4 separate regions of the Mus musculus genome follow, and all the other regions are linked to region 2. A link is a contact called in public HiChIP or PLAC-seq, Micro-C and promoter capture Hi-C data. All regions are on one chromosome and are shown on one strand. The core of a region is the stretch at or near the end of the contact, and the rest is flanking DNA. Distances in the headings are between cores, read along the strand shown.

Region 1 (3,317 bases), core at 198-2,697, 780 kb after region 2:
CTTTTCTTGTACACACAAGGAAGGGAAGTAATACAGACACTATAAGATTCAGTTTAGAACACATCTACAGCCATGATAGAATTAATTCAATAATTACTAAGACACCTTCTGGGTTATAGACATAAACGGATTACAAACACATTATCAGCTGGGGTGTAACTCAAAGACAGAGAGTATTCTAGTCCCTGAGTTCAACCTTCTGTACTACCACCCCATCAAAACCAAACAAAAACATACATTCTTTTTCACGTCCACACTGAACGAAAATTTCTGTTTACTGGGACCAAATCTTGACCCCTCAACCTACCAGATGTTGGGCCTGAAGGCAGCAACACTTACCGTGTGTCTTTTTCACTCTTCATTTATAAAATGAATCCATGATATGTACTCTGTTATTATGAGGATTAAGTAGGTGGCATTTAGAACATTTGGGAAAGGGATCGACACACAGTAGTAAATGCTAAGAAAATGTTAGTAACGCTGATAATATCTTATTTACCTTTCGACATTCTAGGGCCAAACAGTATTACAGTAATTCTCATCTTGATATTAAGGCAAAGTAAGAGAGGTTGATGTTTTACCCATGGTCACCCAGCTTTCGTGTGAAGCAGTCAAAAGACAACCGTCTCTTAGAAACTTTTGGCTGCTCAGACACAAAACCTGATCAAAGCATGGAAACGTGATGAGCTTCGGGTGAGACTAAACTTTAACAAGTAGTCCTTAGGAGGGCAGGCCGCCTGAAACTTGGTCCGTAAGTCCTAACTCAGTGAGTGCTACTGAACCTGCAGGAAAGCTTGGCCGACGGCGTCCCCACTTCCCCCGTTCAGGGTGGGAGTTCCAAGCTCACCGAGAGCGGCAGTGCTCAGGACAGGGTTGAGTGGAGCGAGCAGGTTCACGAGCGTCCTCACTACCTGGTCCAGGATGGAGGAGGCGAGGGCCTGGCGACGATCGAAGAGGGAGCGGGGCCGGCGGCGCCGCACGTAGACCTGCTCCTGCAAGATGCAGTCGCACACGGCGGCGCGCAGGGCGGCGAGGTCGAGCGAGGGCGGCGGCGGCGACAGCGCCGGGGCGGGCGGCAGGCCCGAGACAAACACGGTCTTGGTGAAGCTCTGGTACCAGCGGTCGGCGTTCAAGGCGGAGATCTGCGGATGCACCACGTACTTCTTGAACTGCATCTTGGTGAGAATCCGTATCTTCTCGTCCACCGAGGGGGCCGCGTGCACCGTCGCCTGCCAGCGCTGCACCCGCCGCTGCCGCGCCGCTTTGCTGTCGGCGGTCATGGAAGCCACGATCGGCGGGTACCGCGCGACGGGCGTCGCCACGACCTCCAGGTCTCTCACCTCCGGGGCCGTAGCGGACGCCTTAGCAGCGGCATTCTGGGACAATCCCCGGCCGCGGGGCACCAGCTTCCAATACCTGGCCGCCGCCATTTTCGCCCGCCGCGACCCGGAACTTGAGGTCAACTGGCAGGAATTGTTCCTCTTCGCTTGCCGTAGGGACCAATCGCTTCTTGGAGGCGGGTGCTCTGAGTGTCTGTGGTGCGTTGTGTCATCCAGTTTGCAACCAATCAGTATGCTCCTTGAAGTTTGTTGTATTCTTTTTGAGTATTTGTCTGCGATAAAAATTCGCTTACCCCAGATATTTTCCCACCGGTTATGCTCTGAAGAATGAAACAATTAAAGTCCTTGCTCGTAGGATGTTTTAGGAACTCGCACTTTTTTTCACACGCAAACATTCAGAAATATCCTCCAGCCGGGCGGTGGTGGCGCACGCCTTTAATCCCAGCATTTGGGAGGCAGAGGCAGGTGTATTTCTGAGTTCGAGACCAGGCTGGTCTACAGAGTGAGTTCCAGGACAGCCAGGGCTATACAGAGAAACCCTGTCTCCAAAACAAAACAAAACAAACAAACAAACAAAGAAATATCTTCCAAAGAGAAACTTAAAATCCATACAGTTCTGACGTCATTTGTGTACCTCATATAGTCTGTTACCCTCCATCACCTTTAGAACTAGAATTTTATGAAATACAACATGTCTTTACTTATTCTTGCTAATTATAAAAATTATATCAGCATCACTTACCTGTGAACGCGACTAAACTTTAGGAAAACTATTTCATACATTCTTCAGTGCTAATGAGGTAATATAATTTATTTTGAAACGGGGAAATGTGTTTTTAGTTGAATATACAAGACGTCGGGGAATACATGAAATAAATCATACTAAGCAATTTGTTTGAATTTTGCTGTGTATTAAACTCTTTACTAGTTTGAAATGAACTGATTCTTTACAATAAACTTAATAAAGAAGCTATTACTTTATTTTTCAGCCTAATATGATTCAAATCTTTTCAGTTGCATGCAAGGAAGCAGACATAAAGCCAAAAGCTACCCACTGTCTTAGGGGCAGAGGTGGTACTAGGTCCCAGGTTGTCTGCTACTCAAGCTGTTTCATTTAATGGATATTTATGAGTGCGCCCTATGTGTTACGGTGCTAAATGTCTTCTTACTTAGTGAGCCAAAGAGACCTTGCATTCTTTTTGTTTTGTTTTGTTTTGTTTGTTTTTCGAGACAGGGTTTCTCTGTATAGCCCTGGCTATCCTGGAATTCACTCTGTAGACCAGGCTGGCCTCGAACTCAGAAATACACCTGCCTCTGCCTCCCAAGGGCTGGGATTAAAGGCGTGCACCACCACGCCCGGCTGAGACCTTGCATTCTTAACAGGAAGGAAAATCGTAATCATAATACATAACTTTATGATTTATTATAAACTCATAGGTGCCATGGAAAAAATAAAGTGGGTAAAGAAAAATATCAGTGTGCTCTAGTGTGTGGGTAGATGTTTGCCATGTAAAAAGCCTGACCAGAGGACTATTTTTTTGTAAAGATATCATTTGAGAAATGAGTCATGAAAATACTGGAGAGGGAGGTTCCAGAAGGAGAAACACATGCAGAGATTCTGAAATGGGAGCATAACCTGAAGATACAAGTGGAATGGCCACGTGAATGAAAAAAAAATATAGATAATGGGTATAACAGAAACCCAAAACCTTAGTAGGCACCCAGACATTAGCAGAACTGATTTCATAATAGAAGGTGAATTCAGGCCCTAAAACTCAACACATAGACAAGAGCACTCGCCAAAATGGAAACAAAGATCTAATCCATTCAAATCCATAGTTCTGGGGAAAGTCTCTAAATTTATTAACCTTGCTTTTTTGGCTTCAGTTCCATTTCTGACTGTTTTTGTTAACTGATATATGTCAACTCAGGACACGTTTTTTTTGTTTTTTGTTTGTTTTTAATTTTATTATTATT
Region 2 (3,176 bases), core at 644-3,143:
ACAGTGACACTCAGGGAAAGTTTACTGAAGTAACTGCCTGTTCATGATCACGAACAAGTTGAAATAGAACAAAGACAAGGGTTTGTTAAATGAATGAATGAATGAATGAATGAATGAATAACTTATCAAGACAGCATTACATCCTAGGTGGTCCTTTTTTACATTATTATAAAACTTAAAATTTATGTTAAAATATACATTTTCACACTGAAAATAGAGGTAATCAGGAGGCATACAGAATGGGAAAAAGTAGAGAAATGTTTTCAGTTTAATGATTAAAAAGTGGGACTGAATACTGTACCATTTGAGGGCGTTTGGTTTTGTTCATCCTTGTTATCTCTGCCTCTGCCATCGAATATCATCCTCTGACCTGTGGTTTCCAAGGTCACTATGCTGCTAGATCAGAATGCTATACCACTATTTCCCTATCACTGATCATAACATTTTGACCATATAAATTTATTTTGTGAGAGTGTGTTTGGATTGGCTGAAAGCAGATACTGTGTGACCTACTGTTCTCTATTCCTTCCTTGGCTTCTCTGAAAACTCATGAACTTTCTTGTTCTTGCTTCTCTTGTTTCTTGGCTTCATCACAGATTTCAGGTTTTCCCCGAGTACAAAACAGAACAAAACCCAAAGTGATTGGCCTCACCTGTTTTTTTTTTTCATCTTGTGCCACAGGTTGGCACTCTGACAAAGAATCTCTTCCCGAAGTGTCTCTTCTCTCCCATGCGACCTTAGCAAACAGTAAATCAGAGGATCTATCTATGTCTTGGCTGGGTGAGCTTGGCTTTGAAGAGGCTGTGGGCATGGAGGTAATGCTTGCTGGTATCTTGAACAGATGTTCTGGGCTGCTTATAGTCTCGAAACTCTTCAGACTTCCAAGATGCCCTGCTGAGTGAATGGTAACTTTGGCAGCACATTTTGCTTCCATTAGCTAATCCAGTGGGTTGGGGAGACACCAAGGGAACAAGAGAAATCTGAGATCGCTGTCCTCAGCATCAGTCGCACGTGGTCAACTTCACCAGAGAATACTTCATGGCATCCTGACTGGATTCCAAGTTATCTCGACCTCTGAGCCTGGTGTTGCTGAACACAGTGCGGCATATTTATCTCTCTGTGTGGTTATTGATTGTATAACTTATCTTAAAAGGAAGGTCATCTTAGGCCACTTATCTCTTACACATTTTTTTCTTTTCTTTCCAGCAGGACTGGCCAATAAATTTGCTCACATGTGTGTTGATGTTAGTGGCCTTCCTAGGAAGGAACCCCATTCCCGTTTAAGGAGCTGTGTGAGAATAAACAGGATAAGTAGAAGGAGGTCAGTTGTCTGTCCCTAGGTACAGATCCTTAATCTGAAAAGCTCCAGGCAGCTGATTATCCAGGGCTACAAAGATCTATTTGCTAGTTGTGTGCCCCTCCCCGCCCCCATCTTTCATTTTTCCCTCTTGTCTTCTTGCTTCTCTCTTCTGTCCCTCTCTCCCTCTTTTCCACGACATGCCTTTTTCAGCGTGTCTCCTTGATTTTATCTTCACCTAGCTTTACAAGTGGATTGATAGTGTGCAGAATTAACCTGACCCCCTTTCTCTATTTGTAACATCATTCCAACAGGCGTTCAGTGTCTCTGGTGTTTTAGGTGGAGTTTTGTTCTGAATTAACGCAATTTGCTAGTTCAGCTCTCTCTCAGTCTCTGTCTGTCTGTCTGTCTGTCTGTCTGTCTTTCCCTTCTCCCCCCCTGCCTCCCTCCTTCCATCTCTCCTTCCCTCTGTCGTTTCCCTCCTCCCCTTTTCCTCCCCCTCCTTCCCTTTTCTGCCCTCCCACTTTTGCAAACCCACATCCAGAGAGCCTCCCTCCAAACGTACAAATACGCGTCCGGGGCGGGCTCAGGAGTTCAATGTCACGCTGGGCAGAAGTGGCACAGGCGAGCGGCGGGGCGCGCGCGGGTAGAGGCGGTCTGCGGCCAGCAGGGGGCAGCCGAGGGGCGGCGCTGGCGCGCGGGTGCCGAGCGGAGGAGCCTCGCCCCGCGCCCGCAGCCTCAGCCTCAGCCTCAGTACCAGGCGCGGCGGAGCCCGGAGCGCGGCAGAGCCGGCAGCGCAGCCACTGAGGGCAGCGGCGGCGGCGGGAGCCAGGCGCGCAGCGGAGCAGCGGGCGGGCGGGAAGCAGTAGCCGCCGCCGCCGCTGCCGCCGCGACGGGCAGCCGGCTCCGGCCCCTGCTCCTTGGCTTCGAGCCCCCGGCGAGTCTGGAGCCCGCGCCGTCGCCGGTCGCGTCCTCCGGGCATGGAAGGCGGCGGCAAACCCAACTCCGCGTCCAACAGCCGCGACGATGGCAACAGCGTCTTCCCCTCCAAGGCGCCCGCGACGGGGCCGGTGGCGGCCGACAAGCGCCTGGGGACCCCGCCGGGGGGCGGCGCGGCCGGGAAGGAACATGGCAACTCCGTGTGCTTCAAGGTGGACGGCGGCGGAGGAGAGGAGCCGGCGGGCAGCTTCGAGGATGCCGAGGGGCCCCGGCGGCAGTATGGTTTCATGCAGAGGCAGTTCACCTCCATGCTGCAGCCTGGGGTCAACAAATTCTCCCTCCGCATGTTTGGGAGCCAGAAGGCGGTGGAGAAGGAGCAGGAAAGGGTTAAAACTGCAGGCTTCTGGATTATCCATCCGTACAGTGACTTCAGGTGAGGACTCCCTGGAGCCGCCCCACCCTGCTCCCCCTGACGCGCCTTCCAGCATCCTATCCTGCCTCTGGGAAGGTGCGCCCCGGGGATTCACAGTGGGGGTGCGGGGCAGGCGGGGCGGCGATGCTGGAGGCTTCTACTTAGACTGGCCATACTCCACTCTTCCAACTAGTTTCCACCGACGACAGGTTTAGGGTAGGGAGTTTCTTCTCCCCGGAGCGCCAGGGAGGCTCTTCTCCTTTGCCTGGTGAACTTTGGGGACAGCAGAGGAGGGAAGAAGGCCACCGTGACCCGTGGACGGGAGGTTGTTAAGTTGCACTAGGGAAACTTTTAGTTTGGTAATGTTAGGACGAGACAGGTATCCTTGCTAAGAGCAGTTCCCCAAAGAAATGAAAAAAGATGCTTCTGGGATCCCGGAGATGAGGAAACTGGAGACAGTGACTCACAGGTCCTAGCTGTTCCTGCCACTCTCGCCCCTGGGAGTGTTAATCTGTTGTTCTTATGCTT
Region 3 (3,453 bases), core at 742-3,241, 660 kb after region 2:
AGTGTTAAAAATCTAGGCCAGATTCCAAACCTAGTTCCAAAGCAGAGACTGTGTCTTGTTCTGTTAGTTCAATGATCTTGTGACAAGTCAGCAGAAAGATTTGACTAACTGCCCATTTCTGTGTAGATATAACATGAACACAGAAATGCTGGTCATCAGAATGTGTAGCAACATTTGAGAGAATGATCTGAGTTTGTAGAAACTGAGCTGGCAACCCATTAGTGCTTCAGTGCTTGCTTGGTTTTAGAGCAACGCAGAGGGAGTTCCCCTGCTTGGGAGCTATGTACCCTGTTGTATTCCCTGGGGACCAACAGGAAACCTATGTGCAAGTTTTATACATAACAGAGCCCTAGTAAACAGGGACTTTTTAAAAATCCTATTTTAGCTCACAAGCATCATCTTTTGCTTTGATCACATTTGATTCTTTGCTTTTCTCTGCATAGCTAAGCCAGCTCTCAGGTCAAGGAAGGATGCTGTGGGGTGAAATTGGTTGGGAGAATGGAGATACCACAATGTGAGGAGGCATGGCTTCCTCCTATACATGATACATTCCTCAACAAATAATTTTCTATTATTTTCTTTTAAACATCTTAATGTCAAACACATGGAATGAAAACTTCCTCTGAACACATTAAATTCCAGGTTACCTACAGGTAGCAAATACAGTCTACCACCATGCTTCTCTAAGCAGCTTTCTGTAGGAATGGATTATTGCTGAAACCCATTCATTATATTGTTCTCAACTTTAAGAATATCTGTTGAAAATGACACAAGAGTAAAGGCAGATTTTCTTTCATTAATATAAATACATAAATTTTGACCTTCAGTAGAAGTAAATGATGATTATATACTTACAAATCTATAACAATTAATAGAATTATCTAGTATTGCAACTCTTACCTCTTATTTAATGTATAGATAATCTATCTAACCTCGTCTTATTCGAATAATTTTTTTCCTTGCCTAAAACCATATCAAATCCTAGGATATAGATTTTCAGCAGTCTTGTGGGAGCTTGGGGGAGAGGCATTTCTTTTATTTTGTAGTGTATGAACAAGAATTTTAGCCAGGTGTGGTGGCACATGCCTTTAATCCCAGCACTTGGGAGGCAGAGGCAGGCAAATTTCTGAGTTTGAGGCCAGCCTGGTCTACAGAGTGAGTTCCAGGATAGCCAGGGCTATACAGAGAAACCCTGTCTCGAAAAATCAAACAAACAAACAAACAAAAAAGAATTTTGTGCGTGAAAAAGAATGGGCTTAGTGATAGTTCACAAGAACATTTTATAAAGTAGGGAAATCAATCATTATTGGTTTAATAATAACAAATTGGTATACTGGTTACAAATATCTTCTTTCAGTCTATAGCTTTCATTTCAACTCTTTCAATTGTCTTTGGCAACATATTTTGGTGAGGAGGTCTACTAATATTACCCTTTAATATTAATAATACTTTAAGATGTATATTTATTTTACTTGTATGTATAAGAATTGCATGCCTGTAGGTATGCATTGTGTCACTTGGGCATCTAGTATCCACAGAAGCAGGAGGGTGGCAGTGTAGCTCCAGGAACTAGAGCTATTGATGGTCATGAGCCATCACATGGGAAACTGATCTAATCATATTTTAATTTTTAAAAATAAAGTTAAATTGTTTAAAACCAAGGGATGAAAATCAAAGTATGTACTGTTTTTTAACAAAAGCAAGGTAAATTTTTAGCATAAAGGATACAAAGTTGATCCAACATTGTTGCGAGCCGCTCGCCGCTCCGCTCACATGGACCGGGTACACCGGAGTGGCAGGCCGGGGCTGAAAGAGAGGAGAACTGGGCGGTTGAGAGAAAAATGGAGCTAAATCAAGATTCCTGATCAAAGCTCAAATGTGCTTATAAAGGGGGGGGGAGGGGAGGCCCATTCCTGCCAATTCTTTCTTGGAGCCTGGAACCAGCTGCAGGGTGTAGTCTCTGGAATAGCTCTTTGCCCTCTCAGCAGGTAGCAGTGTCTTGAAGGAGAACAGCAGCAGTGGCTGAACAATAGAGTCATCTAGGGATGAAGGCCCCACCCTAGGTAATCTCCTTTGTGGCAGCAAGGTCAAAGTCCAGATCAGCCAGCTTCAGGCTGGGGGGGTGGGGGTGGGGGTGGGGTTACACAACATTTTATTAAAACAAAGCAAAACAAAATAAAACTAAACTTTTTTTTTTCTTTCTGGCCACTAAATGGTCTAAATAACTCTCTTTCTGGACTAAATAACTATCCTAACGAAAGCCTTAGGTTTGATCCTATCCAGATAATTCATCCCTGTTCTTTAGTACCTATTGTCTCTCTTTGTGCTTCTAGAAGTCACACCATACCCGTGATCTGGAACCCAAGACACCGGTGCAAAACAGCCAGAGAAGGCAGGTACCACCCTGTGGATTTTAAATGCTGGCTACTACGGTGTGGCAAAAATTATTTGATTGTTTTAAACACTCAGATTCCCACTCTGATGAAGAAAATGATTGCTTTACAGAGGACATGTTAAACACTTTCTACTTAATAATTTGAGGGGCATGTTCTCTATCAATGAATTAGAATTTATATAAGAAGAACTAAGTATAAGCAAGTGATGTTCTGCTGCCCTACTTTACACAGTATTGATTATGACAAGTTGTTATGATCTAAAACTATATCATACATACAGGATTATTTGTGATCAAAAACCAGGATTCAAGTAATAGTTTTGCCAGTCATATTATCTATTTAAAATCATCATCGAGAAGAATGATTCAATAAACATCAGCATTTGAATAACAGAAAAATTAAGGAATACTAGAATATTAGTTGAATGGTTTAGATTTCTCTCTTTCTTCCTTTTCTTGCTACAATATGTAGCATTATCACTTGCTACAGTATGACCATTACTGCTTGCTATTTTTTTTCTATCCTACTTAGTTACTTATTCATTCTTTGATGTTATTTTAGATCTGTCTTCTTCTATTATAATTCTTATGTCTCAGAAGCCATCTTTCACAAAATATTATTTCCATCTGTCTCAGTCACTGTTCCATTGCTACGAAGAGACGCCATAAACAAAGAAACTCTTATAAAGGTTTAATTGGTGGCTGGTTTGCAGTTTCAACAGCTTAGTCCACAATCATCATGGAAGGGAATATGGTGGCAGGGAGCATGGGAACAAGTAGCCATTGTATTGGAGAAGTAGCTAAGAGCTCCATCCTGACCTGTAGGCCTAGAGAGAGAGAGACTTAACTTGGCATAGGCTATTGAAACATCAAAGCATACATTCTTTCTTATTCATACAAAGTGACATTCTTTCTTCAATAATGCTACAACTACTCCAATATGGCAATACCCTCTAATTCTTCTCAAATAGTGCCATACCCTGATTCCTAAACATTCAAATATATGAGCCAACCAAGACCATTATTATTTAATATACCACATAACCTAAAAATCAACT
Region 4 (3,141 bases), core at 167-2,666, 580 kb before region 2:
GGAACAAAGGAAACACAAGCGTGTGAACAGGAAATGAAGCAACTCTATACACATAAATACCTTTTGGGGCCGCCAACGTAGGTGAAAGTAAAGGTGGAGTCTGAGTATCTGAAATCTGAAACGGAAAGTCGTGTTATAAGCCACCCCATGTGTTGTTTTTAACCCCAATTCTGTCTTGAACCTACACTTTTGTGTGAGCCTAGGAGGCCCGATGGGGAGGGAAGCAAAGGCTGGAGAGCTAGGGGCCGCCAGCAGGGTGGTGCAGGAGGGGATGCGGAGCACCCCGTGGGGTGCAGCGGGAGGCCGCCCCCCGCAACAAGTGCCGGGTGCCATGGCAACAGCGGGAAATTCCCAGCCAAGCAGCCGGAAGCAGCCCCTGGCAGGCTTCGGGCTGCGAAGCCCGAACTGCCCTCGGCCTTGGATGGGGGGGTGGGAGGACGGGGAGCAAAGATGGACGCAAAGCGACCCCCAGGTTGGGCCTGCGTAGCTCGGGAACCCCGGGAATCCATCCATCCCTTCCCCGGGGCGGTGTCCTGCGCGCTCGCCGAGGAGCGGGTGCAGCGGAGGGGGCGGGAGCTCGGCCCAGCGCTGCCTTCTCCCGGGGCCTCGGCGCCTGGCGGGAGCAGCGCAGCGCAGCGCAGCGCAGCCGGTCCCTTCCCGGCCGCCGCCGCTCGGCCGATGGCGCAAAGCCGCCGGGCTCTAGCCCGCCCCGCTCGGCCACGGCTGCCGAAGCCGGGAGGCAAAGCTCGGATGCTCTGGGCACCGCCAATGGCTGGAACCCAGCGCCCGGCCCCTGCACTCTGATCGCGCGGGTCCTGCCCCAGGAGCCGGAGACTGCCCTGGCCTGGTGGGGTTTTTTGGGGGGGAGGGGGGTGGCTCGTGCCCCCCTCCTCTTTGGGTTTCAGCTCACGCCGCTGCAGCTATTTCCAAATGCACCCGGAATGGGGACTTGCCGCCCCACACTCCCAAGCTACACGCGTCGCGGTCAGAAATCTGGGCAATGGGGGTAGACAGAGGGGAGGCTGACTCCTGGTCCCAGGATCCGAGAGGCAAGAACTCACCTGCAAACAGGCAGTCTTTCTCGGCTCTTGACTTCTGGATCACGACGTCGATATCCTTCTGAATTCTCTCTTGCCTTGAACACATCCCCATTAAATAAATCCCTGGAAAAGAAGCAGCCGCTATTTCCACTCCACCCCACCCCCCTCGCACGCTTCCAGCTTTCGTAAATATTCAGTTAAAAATGAAACCTCTGGCCGAGGCAGGGGCTGAAGGCGAAGTGGTTTCGGAAGTGATCCCGGGTGAGAGAGGAGGAGGAGGTGGAGGAGGAGGAGGAGGAGGAGGTCGGCTTTGCATTCCCAGATGTGACCGCCCAGCTGCTGCTCGCCGCTGCTGGATTCCAATTTCCTCCTGTTCTGACAATGGATGGTGATGACACGGAGTCTCACTTTCTCCCTCCCCCCCCACCCCCGCCCGGACTGACGGCCGTAGGAAAACGAGGGGCCCGAAGGGGGCCGGGGACCGCTGGAGAGCGATCGGCAGCTGTGGAGCGGCAGGCGCCGGAGAGGGGCGAGCCCCGCTCCGACTCACGCGCGCACACCCCTCGCGGCCCGCACGCCGGCCTTCCCACACCCGCGCACACTCGCGCCCGCGGGCGGCGGCCGTGCCCAGGCTGCTGCAGCGCCGCCCGCCAGCCGCAGACCCTCCCGCACCCGCCGCGGGTCACCGGGCCCGGCTGCGCGCCGCTGGGGCTTTAATAGTATCCGCCATCCGCGCAGGCTGGATTTCCCCACCCCCGACTGCCACTCGAGCCGGGAGCTGAGTGACAGTGTAGGTAGTGAAGACTCCCTGGAGCTCCCAGCCTCTCCCGCACCACCACCACCACCCCTCCTCTTTCCACCACTTTTATGAATTCGACTCCACTTTCAGAAGGAATTATGAGTCATATGGAAACCCAAGCCGGAGTGGCTGGGAGGAAGAAAGAGGGGGAAAAGAAAAAAAAATCTTTACGAATTAAAAATAAAGTGAACAAGTCTTTCCTTGTAATCACATCAGGCAAAGGGAGAAAGGCTGGAGATCACTCTAGGAGGACTCTCCCATTTCCTTATTGCCTTCTTTTTTGGTGGTGAGGTGATGGGGGTTCTTTTATTGTTTTGCTTTGCTTTTGCTTCTCAGGGTGGTTTGTTTGTTTGTTTGTTTGTCCCAGGTTTGAGAAGCTCTTTTGAAAATGAAGCCCTTTCTAGACTCCAAAGACTCTTGTTCTTCCTTTCCAGCTCTGTTCATAAGAAATTGGCCTGAGGGGACTCCCTAAGTCAGGGATACCTGGCTTGGGTCTTATTCAAAACCTCAGCCTTCTGTGGGCTGAGGCAAGGGAAAGTTTCTCCAGCCCTAATACCTTGCGCAACAAGGAAAACCATACTGTCCGCTCTCTATTGCCCTGCTTTAAGCTTATGATGGTTGGTCCACCTTTTCTGCCGCAAGGAACCTGAACCCGCTCCACCAAGCTCTTTTCTTTAGCATCGTTTCTGAGAAGTGTCCCCCAGGCAGACCATAGGTATATTGTTTTGCATTCTAAGACCAAGCAGTGTCTGGAATATAGGAGGTGTTATCAATCATGTTGTCCGGAACCTTTTAATCTTCCCGATAGGAATAGTGAGTAGGGGAAGCTTTTCCTGTGCTGGCAAGCCTGAGTCAGTACCCTGGAGCCTAGGGGCTGAACAGACACGCCCAGAAGAGTATTAGAATTTCAAACCCTTTTCAAGGCAGAGACTGACTGCTGGAAACACTCAGGCTGGAGGCTTATGGTATATATCCAGCCTTTTAACATCATCTGTATTCTCACGCTTTTCCTCTTGTAATCCTCAGTTTCCGACAGCCTTTAGTGACGGCAGAAGACAGCATACATCCCACAGCAGTTAGGTGGGGCTTTGCAGGGTTAAAGCTCTCCTTTGAGCCTGGCCTTGGACACAGTGATCCTTAACCTAACTACAGAGACAGGTCACTGTGAGACTGGTCTGAGGCCTGTAGCTGCTCAGATCCATATCCCTTGAAGCTTGAGAGCTCTGGGGATCTCATCCACAGAGCACCCAAGGCCTTCGCTTTCCCTTCGCTGCCTTGCTTGAAGAGACTTCACTAAGGGTT

The links. Promoter capture Hi-C pulls out the DNA fragments that hold promoters and counts their contacts. Hi-C and Micro-C count contacts between places; a contact is called where the count stands out from the background. HiChIP or PLAC-seq counts read pairs in DNA pulled down with a chosen protein or histone mark.
Region 1: a contact with region 2 is called in a promoter capture Hi-C map of neural stem cells. The contact joins the promoter of Mrps30 here to the promoter of Hcn1 in region 2. A contact is called at or near these places in 15 of 39 promoter capture datasets (cranial neural crest, embryonic stem cells, frontonasal cranial neural crest and 7 more), 3 of 484 Hi-C or Micro-C datasets (cerebral cortex, palatal mesenchyme and pre-B cells), 14 of 115 datasets of contacts at active chromatin or transcription factors (astrocytes, bone marrow-derived macrophages, craniofacial prominence and 6 more) and 1 of 9 other capture datasets (embryonic stem cells).
Region 3: an H3K27ac HiChIP or PLAC-seq map of embryonic stem cells shows a contact between it and region 2, with 5 times the contacts expected there. The contact joins the enhancer-like site here to the promoter of Hcn1 in region 2. A contact is called at or near these places in 12 of 39 promoter capture datasets (the 3T3-L1 cell line, 3T3-L1-derived adipocytes, the HPC-7 cell line and 8 more), 2 of 484 Hi-C or Micro-C datasets (both in embryonic stem cells) and 7 of 115 datasets of contacts at active chromatin or transcription factors (embryonic stem cells and stem cell-derived neural progenitor cells).
Region 4: a contact with region 2 is called in a Micro-C map of embryonic stem cells, with 4 times the contacts expected there. The contact joins the promoter of Parp8 here to the promoter of Hcn1 in region 2. A contact is called at or near these places in 2 of 484 Hi-C or Micro-C datasets (both in embryonic stem cells) and 1 of 115 datasets of contacts at active chromatin or transcription factors (embryonic midbrain).

What each region holds. Positions count from the first base shown.
Region 1 is chr13:118,385,805-118,389,121 of GRCm38.p6, forward strand. It overlaps Mrps30 (mitochondrial ribosomal protein S30), which reads right to left and starts at 1,448. Exons shown (of 5, transcript NM_021556.3): 1 at 848-1,448. The coding sequence starts at 1,430.
Region 2 is chr13:117,600,427-117,603,602 of GRCm38.p6, forward strand. Hcn1 (hyperpolarization activated cyclic nucleotide gated potassium channel 1) reads left to right here and starts at 1,894. Exons shown (of 8, transcript NM_010408.3): 1 at 1,894-2,669. The coding sequence starts at 2,278.
Region 3 is chr13:118,263,985-118,267,437 of GRCm38.p6, forward strand. No RefSeq gene overlaps it. Among named protein-coding and RNA genes, the nearest start is that of Mrps30, 120 kb to the right of the region's middle. Within about 2 kb of position 1,992, at least 8 of the 459 cell types and tissues checked have an H3K27ac peak or open chromatin away from gene starts, as enhancers often do. A contact at or near this core is called in embryonic stem cells, where this site is marked.
Region 4 is chr13:117,024,115-117,027,255 of GRCm38.p6, forward strand. Parp8 (poly (ADP-ribose) polymerase family, member 8) reads right to left here and starts at 1,417. Exons shown (of 27, transcript NM_001081009.2): 1 at 1,251-1,417; 2 at 1,062-1,163; 3 at 61-115. The coding sequence starts at 1,152.